Regions from separate parts of the Canis lupus genome. Here region 1 is linked to region 2. The links are chromatin contacts, called in public Hi-C maps. All regions are on one chromosome and are shown on one strand. Each heading gives the region's core, a stretch centred on a gene start, on an enhancer-like site or on the middle of the called end of the contact. The rest is flanking DNA. Distances are from core to core; before and after follow the strand shown.

Evidence for each region. Hi-C and Micro-C count contacts between places; a contact is called where the count stands out from the background.
Region 1: a contact with region 2 is called in a Hi-C map of amygdala, with 2.3 times the contacts expected there. The contact joins the promoter of KLF6 here to the enhancer-like site in region 2. A contact is called at or near these places in 2 of 9 Hi-C or Micro-C datasets (amygdala and skin fibroblasts).

The regions. Positions count from the first base shown.
Region 1 is chr2:30,686,868-30,690,408 of UU_Cfam_GSD_1.0, forward strand. It overlaps KLF6 (Krueppel-like factor 6), which reads left to right and starts at 2,032. Exons shown (of 4, transcript XM_038530210.1): 1 at 2,032-2,389. The coding sequence starts at 2,288.
Region 2 is chr2:30,565,571-30,569,429 of UU_Cfam_GSD_1.0, forward strand. All of the region lies in intron 1 of LOC102156436 (a long non-coding RNA gene), which reads right to left. Among named protein-coding and RNA genes, the nearest start is that of KLF6, 120 kb to the right of the region's middle. Within about 2 kb of position 2,166, at least 4 of the 20 cell types and tissues checked have an H3K27ac peak or open chromatin away from gene starts, as enhancers often do.

The sequences.
Region 1 (3,541 bases), core at 782-3,281, 120 kb after region 2:
GGACGGGGGACAGAAGAGGATGAGGACAGAGGGGGAATGAGGTAGGAGCAGAGGACAGAGAGGAACAGAGGGGGACAAGGTGGGAGGACAGAAGAGGGTGGGGGACAGAGGAGCATGGAGGGAGATAGTGCAAGATAGGAGAGGTAGAGGAGGGTGGACGGGGGACACAGACGGGTCAGAGGAGACGGAGTCAATCAGAGGACAGAGGATGGACAGGGAATGCAGAAGAGGATGGAGGCAGGGGACGGAGGAGATTGGATGAGGGGCACAGAGGAAGATAGGTGAGGCGGGCAGGGAGGACGGATGAGGGGGGCAGAGGAGGATGGGTGAGGGGGACAGGGGAGGATGGGCGAGGGGGGCAGGGGAGGATGGGCGAGGGGGGCAGGGGAGGATGGGCAAGGGGGGCAGAGGAGGATGGGTGAGGGGGCAGGGAGGACGGATGAGGGAGCAGAAGAGGATGGGTGAGGGGAGTAGAGGAGGATGGGTGGGGGGGCAGGGAGGATGCACGGGGGCGGGGAGGATGGGCGAGGGGGGCAGAGAGGATGGATGACGGGGGCTGAGGAGGATGGGCGAGGGGGACACGGGAGGATGCACGGGAGAGGGGGAAGCCCGAGGAGGATGCACTGGGGGCAGAGGAGGATGGAGGAGGGGGGGCAGGGGAGGATGGGTGAGGGGGGCAGAGGGAATGGGCGAGGGGAGCAGAGGGGATGGGCGAGGGGGTCAGGGGAGGATGCATGGGAGGGGGGAGGCCGAGGAGGATGGGTGAGGGGGGCAGGGAGGACGGGTGAGGGGGGCAGAGGAAGATGGGTGAGGGGAGCAGAGGATGGATGAGGGGGGCCGAGGAGGATGCACGGGGGGGAGGGGGGGCAGAGGATGGGCGAGGGGAGCAGGGAGGATGGGCGAGGGAGGCAGGGGAGGATGCACGGGAGGGGGGAGGCCGAGGAGGATGGGTGAGGGGGGCAGGGAGGACGGGTGAGGGGGGCAGAGGAAGATGGGTGAGGGGAGCAGAGGATGGATGAGGGGGGCCGAGGAGGATGCACGGGGGGGAGGGGGGGCAGAGGATGGGCGAGGGGAGCAGGGAGGATGGGCGAGGGGGTCAGGGGAGGATGCATGGGAGGGGGGAGGCCGAGGAGGATGGGTGAGGGGGGCAGGGAGGACGGGTGAGGGGGGCAGAGGAGGATGGGTGAGGGGAGCAGAGGATGGATGAGGGGGGCCGAGGAGGATGCACGGGGGGGGGGGGGGGGGGGGCAGAGGATGGGCGAGGGGAGCAGGGAGGATGGGCGAGGGAGGCAGGGGAGGATGCACGGGAGGGGGCAGGGGGCACGCACGGGGGGCGGGGCGGGTGCACGGCGGGGGCGGGGGCAGAGGATGCCAGGGCGGAGGCGAGGCCCGGGGCGGCCGCGGGGCGGGGGGACGGAGGGGCGTCCGGGGGCAGGGCCGGGGCTGGGGCCGGGGCCGGGGCCGGGGCGCGGAGGCCCGAGGGCGGCCGGCCGGGCAGCGCGGCGCACGGAGCGGCTCGGCGGGGGCACCGGGACCGGGACCGGGTCCGGGGGGCGGGGCGCGGAGCGTCCCGGGGCCTGGGTGACGCGGCCGGGGAGCGGGGAGCGGGGAGCGGGGGGTCCGGGGTCCGGGGTCCGGGTCCGGGCCCGGGCGCGGGCGGAGGAGCGGCTCGGCCGGTCGGGCGGCCGCGGGCGCACTGAGCCGCTCGGCCCGCACCTCCCAGCGCCGACTCCTCCGGCGCGCGGCGGCCCGCGCCTTATATACCCTGCTAAAAATAGCCTGCGAGGACGCCGTCCAATCAGCGCCGCCTGAAGTTCGAATTGGGCCAATGGCCGGGCGGCTGACGGAGAGGCTCGGTCACGCCAGGCGGGGCCGCTGTGAGTCGCCGCCCGCCATTGGCCGGAGCTGACATCACCGGCGCGCGGCCCCCGGGCCGGGCGCAGCGTGATTGGGCGGCGCGCGGGGCGGGCATGGGCGAGTCACGTGGGGGGAGGGAGTGGGGGGAGCCGGGCGGGGAGGAGGGGGGAGGCTGGCAGCGGAGCTTTGAATAGGGAAGTTTTGCAGGGGTTACGTTTGCAGTCAGTCCGGTGTTTGCAAATATTGTGTGGGCTCGCGAGCGCGTCTCCGGGCTCCGGCAGGATCCGAACCCGCGGCGCCTCACTGCTGCGCGCTGAGTTTGCATGAAACTTTCCCCGGCGCTGCAGGCACGGCCGCTGCGCTCCCGGCTCCAGCCCGCACAGCTCCCTGCGTTCTCGGCGGCGGCGGGGACTGCCTCTTCCAGCCCGACATGGACGTACTGCCCATGTGCAGCATCTTCCAGGAGCTGCAGATCGTGCACGAGACCGGCTACTTCTCGGCGCTGCCCTCCCTGGAGGAGTACTGGCAACAGGTAAGCCGCGCTCGCGGGGCCAGGTGCCCGGGCCGCCAGCACCGTGCAAGCCCGCGCGGGCTGGATGCTCGGCGCTCCGGCGTGCGCGCTCCTCCTCCTCCTCCTCCTTCTCTTATTTTTCTTTTTTTTTGTTTGTTTGTTTTTTTTTTGTGTTTTTTGTTTTTTTTGTTTTTTGTTTTGGATGGTTTGCGTACATTTTGTTAAAAATAAAAAAAATAAAATAAATACATAAAATCCTGAGCCTGAGAACGAGCCTGTGCTGCGTGCGTGCGGGAGGCACCTGCGAGGAGCCGGGGACGGCGCGGAGCAGGGCTGTCACCGGAGCGCGGCGCGGCGGCCGGGGCCCGGGCTGCAGGGGCGCAGCCTCGGGAGGGCAGCCCCGGGCTCGCGGCTTCTGCCCTGGGCAGCCCTGGGCAGAACTTTGCTGCTCCCAGCAGCTCCACTCTCCGCCGCTGGAGCTGCTCCTGGGAGCCGCCGTACAGTGCCAAGGGTTTGTTGTTGCCTTTTTTTTTTTTTTTTCCGAAATGGAGAAATCGTTTGTGTTTTGCTTTTTTTTTTTTTTTTTTATGTTTGTACTGACAGTTTTTGTCCCCCCCCCCCCCAATTAAAAATGTCACCAGTGAAATCTTTCCACCAGCTCGTTGTCCCTCCTGGGCCATTTCCAGTTTCTCCTTCCTCTTTGGAAATCCTTAAGATGTGTTTCGATCTGCCTTGTTTTTCTTTACCTGCGTCTTTTGTTGACCAGAAAGAGAGAGGAGGAAAAAAAAAAAAAAAGCCAACAATGTTTGCACAACCAGTGACTTCTCAGTCATATGACAATGAGCCGGTCCAAATTGCTTTAAGTCTGAGTTTGAGGAGAAGAGTCTCGGTTTCCGGCATGTTTTTTTTTTCCTGTTTTTTTCTTTTCTTTCTTTTTTTTTTCTTTTTCTTTTTCTTTTTCTTTTTCTTTTTTTTTAGTGGAACTGGAGTTTTTTGACATTGGACATTTAGGAAAGTTAACCTCTTCTCCCCCCCCACCTCCTCCCACTCCCCCAATTCGTGAGGATTGCCTGAAGGGAGAAGAGAGATTGTGACACTTGTCCCATTGTCTTTAAAAAGATAGAAGGAGGGGTCGGGGCTGTCTCCGTGCCCTGCCTGGCTGTTTGCTTTTTG
Region 2 (3,859 bases), core at 916-3,415:
GGAGGACAGTAGTGAAGTACGAAATTTTGCATAGAGATTGGCATGAGTGGCAAAACGTTTTCTCGTGTGCCTTGACACTTGCTGTCCCGTGACCGGTGTTAGGATTCCCACAAAACGCTTTAAGCGCTCGAGATCCTTCCCTCAATAGCTCCACAGAAGCCTGGAGTTGAAGCGATGGGAAGTCACCTTGGAGAACTTGGAGCAAGTGCCCTTGCTCACTGGGCAGGCACGGAAAGCAGGCTTCTGGCCGGTGGGGAGGGGGGGTCACGTGCCATGGGGCAGCGCCCACTCTGGCGGGGAGAGGCAGCCGGGGGAGCTGGGAGCTGGATACCCGCTTCCTCTTGGTGACGCGGCCAGCTCTGCCCAACACCCAGCTTGCTCGGGTCCCAGGCAGTGTCTTCCAGAATCTGTCACAGGGACCACAGGCCTTCAAATATAACCAGGACCACAAACCCAGACGTAAGAAAAGGGATCTTGTCCCCTTTGGAGTCCCCAGGGAGTTAGGTCCTCTGGTGCCCAAGAGCCTCAGGCTCAAAAGTAGGAACAGGATTTTCACAGCAATTGTAGTCAAGCCCAGGCGGATTAGACTCAGAGACCAGTCCCTCTGTTTTATATTAGTTCGGGTCAGGCTAGTTTATTCTATTTCATTCTACTTTATTTACTTTCACTTTATTTTATTATAGTTTACTTTTATTTTTATTTTACTTTACTTTATGTACTTTATTTTATTTTACTTAACTTTGAACACCAGTGGAGACGCCTCTTACCACATGCCCACAAGGTCCCGATTTCTGTGGCGCGGCTCCCTGGAGGGCCTGGGCAGGGCTCAGACTCCCACCAGGGGTGCGACTGCCACCCGGGAGGACTCACACTTCAGAGGAGAGGATATCCTTCAGGTCGAGTGATAACTGAATCAATCAAGCCAAAACCCAAAAAAGCAAACCTGCCTCTTCAAGGAAAAAAAACAAATTATGAAGATGTGTTTTCCCTACCAATCTTCCTTGGGATACAGGCCTGGGTCCTTGGTTGTTGGCACCTGCAGCCATCTGCGGGTCCAAGCACAACCCTGGATGGAGACAGAGACAGCAGCTTGTACCAGCCAGATGTTGGGAAGGGTAGTAGGGCCAAGTGAGTAGGAAGCCAGGGGGGATGGGCAGAAACTTCAGGATACAGGACCTTGGACCCAGAGCCCAGGACCAAGAATCCAAGACCAAGGATATAAGAGCAGGACCTAAGAGCCCAGGATCCAGGACTAAGGATGTAGGACTAGGACCTCAGAACTCAGGACCCAGGACCAAGGATGTAGGGAATGGGATCACAGAGCCCAGAATCCAGGACTCAGGATGCAGGAGTAGGACCCAGCATCCAAGAGTCAAGATGCAGGACCCAGGGCCCAGGTGATATCAGCCTTGGGCCTTCTGGGCACAGCCTGGCCCCTTGCTGGTTTCCTGAGACCAAGTTCACAGGAGACACAGCTAGCCAACCTCTTCTGTGAGCATCGTTTTATCTTACTCAGTCCCACACCCCAGCTCTGGGCATTTTGCCCTGTAAATAGGAGATGTTGGATTAATAAACATTTGTCTCATTCAACAAAGAGTTATTGAGTACTCTCTGGGTTATTCAGTCCTAGGAATATACTAAGAAACAGTAGAAAAAGTCCAGGCTCTTATAAAATTTGCATTCTAATCACATTTATGCTCCAATTAGTAATTAAATAACTAAGCTATCAAGCTCACCTAAGTGAAGAAAAGCCCAAGAATGTATTAGATGGAGATATTGGGGGGTCGCGCTGGGCAGGTGGGAGCTACTTTAAATGAGTCTTAGGAGATGCCTGTCGGAGGCCATGCCAGTTGACCTCAGACCTGAGCAGCAAGAAGGAATGAGACAAGTAAGAGGCAAAAACCATGTCTCACACAGAGACAGCCAAACTCCAGCAGCAGGAACAAGCTCAGGCAAGGGTGTTGGTCTCACTCAAACCTGAGAGCTCTAATGGGGGTCTTTGTCTGCTTAGGCTCTGTCACAGAACACCACAGGCTGGGTGCTTTCAAACAACAGATGCTTCTTCTTCACTGTCTGGAGGATGAAGGTCCAGGATCAAGGTCCCAGCAACTCTGGGGTCTCATGACCCCACTCCCTGGTCCATGGATGGTACCTTCTTGCTGTGTCCTTACAAGGTGGGTGGTGTCAGGCGGGCTCTCTGAGGTCTCTTTTATGAAGACAGTAATCCCATCATGGGGACTCCACCATGATGAGGTGACCTCATCACCTCCCAAAGGCCCTACCTCCCAACACCATCATAATGGGGGTTAGGATTCAACATATGAATTTTGGGGATCACCAACAGTTGTCCTAACACAGGGATTCGAGGGACGTAACGAGCTTATACACAGAAGGAACAGCACCTGCTGGGTCTTGGAGTCCCAGTCAAGAGTGGGGGTGTTACTCCAAGGAAGTGGGAAGCTATAGATGAGATGGTTAGGAACTCGAGACATGTGTGATCTCCCTCAGGTCTTGGAGAGAACATGCTGGAGGGAGGGTGTCAGAAGAGAGGATGCTGAGTTGAATGAATATCGCTGAGCAGATTCTAAAAGGAAATGTTTGATTCCTTCTTATACATCTTGATGGATGCATGGGAACACAGTGAGCATCCACATTGTGCAATTTTCAAGGCCTCTGTCCCCACCCTGGAGGCTGAACAAGGCTGCTGGCTGCTTCCCTTGGAGCACCGAGCTACTCAAACTGGTGGCAAAGGAAATACAGAAAATGCCTAAATGAGTCTACTGGGATTTCAGTCATAAACATCATTTATATATTTTCCGAGTTCTGGTGGGAGCTCTTCACAGCCAGCCCATTTCCCCTCTTGTTCCTGCTAAACTTTATTCTCAGTAAATTCTCACCAGTCCCACTTGAACCCCCATCCAGGTTGGGTCTGCGAGTCTATTCTAAACCATGTTTACCAAAGGTTTACAACTTGGCTGCAAATACCAGTTGGCACCGAAACTGGAAACTTGGCATGAGCCATTTGGCATAAACATTGCCCGGAAGCAGTTTTTCTATCTAAATCTGAGAAAAACAGGCTAGGTCATTTTCCAGTTATTTGTGTTATTCATGCATAAATAAAATGAAGCCTGACAGCTTCAAACAGTTGTTTGCTTTTGAGCTCTTCAAAAATAGATTCGATCCAAGAAAAGTAACATTTGGTAAACAAATACTCCATGACGGACTGTAAAAAAAAAAAAAAAAGGGAAAGGAAAAGAAAAAAAAAAGTGGACTGGAGTACATTAAATAGAAAGGGAAAATGAAAATGTTTCAAAAGTCATTTTGTGTCAGAAAGTAGGAGCTCGGCGAGGTGATTAGATGGATTCGAGAGGCACATTCAGAGAGGCCTGTTTGAAAGCGTAAACAAGCCAAAGATAGGCTTTCAATTGAAGTAAAACTATTAAAATCTGAGCTCATCCTAAAACACAAGGTGACTAAATCTGTGACATTCAAACAAGAAAGAAACAAATTATTTTTAAGTGAGTTTTCTAAGAACAGTGGTTAGAAGGAAGAAAATATATGAATGGCACATGAAAATGTGCTAATGCAAAAAACAAAACAAAACAAAAAAACAAACTAATGGCGACGTCTGAGGTCCCTCTGCCCATCTATGTGATGCATTGAAAATCTAGAAATGTAGCCTGTGGGCTTCGAATTCCTGCAGCCAGCAGTAGCTCTCTAAAAAGAGAACGTGACGGTCCAGACCTCGCTCCAAAGAAAGCCTTTCTGGCAAATTTAAAAGTCAGCCTTGACGTCAAGCGATTCTTGACAACACTGGCTTTGAGCTCCGCGGAGCGTGGGCAGAATGGACTTTCACTCC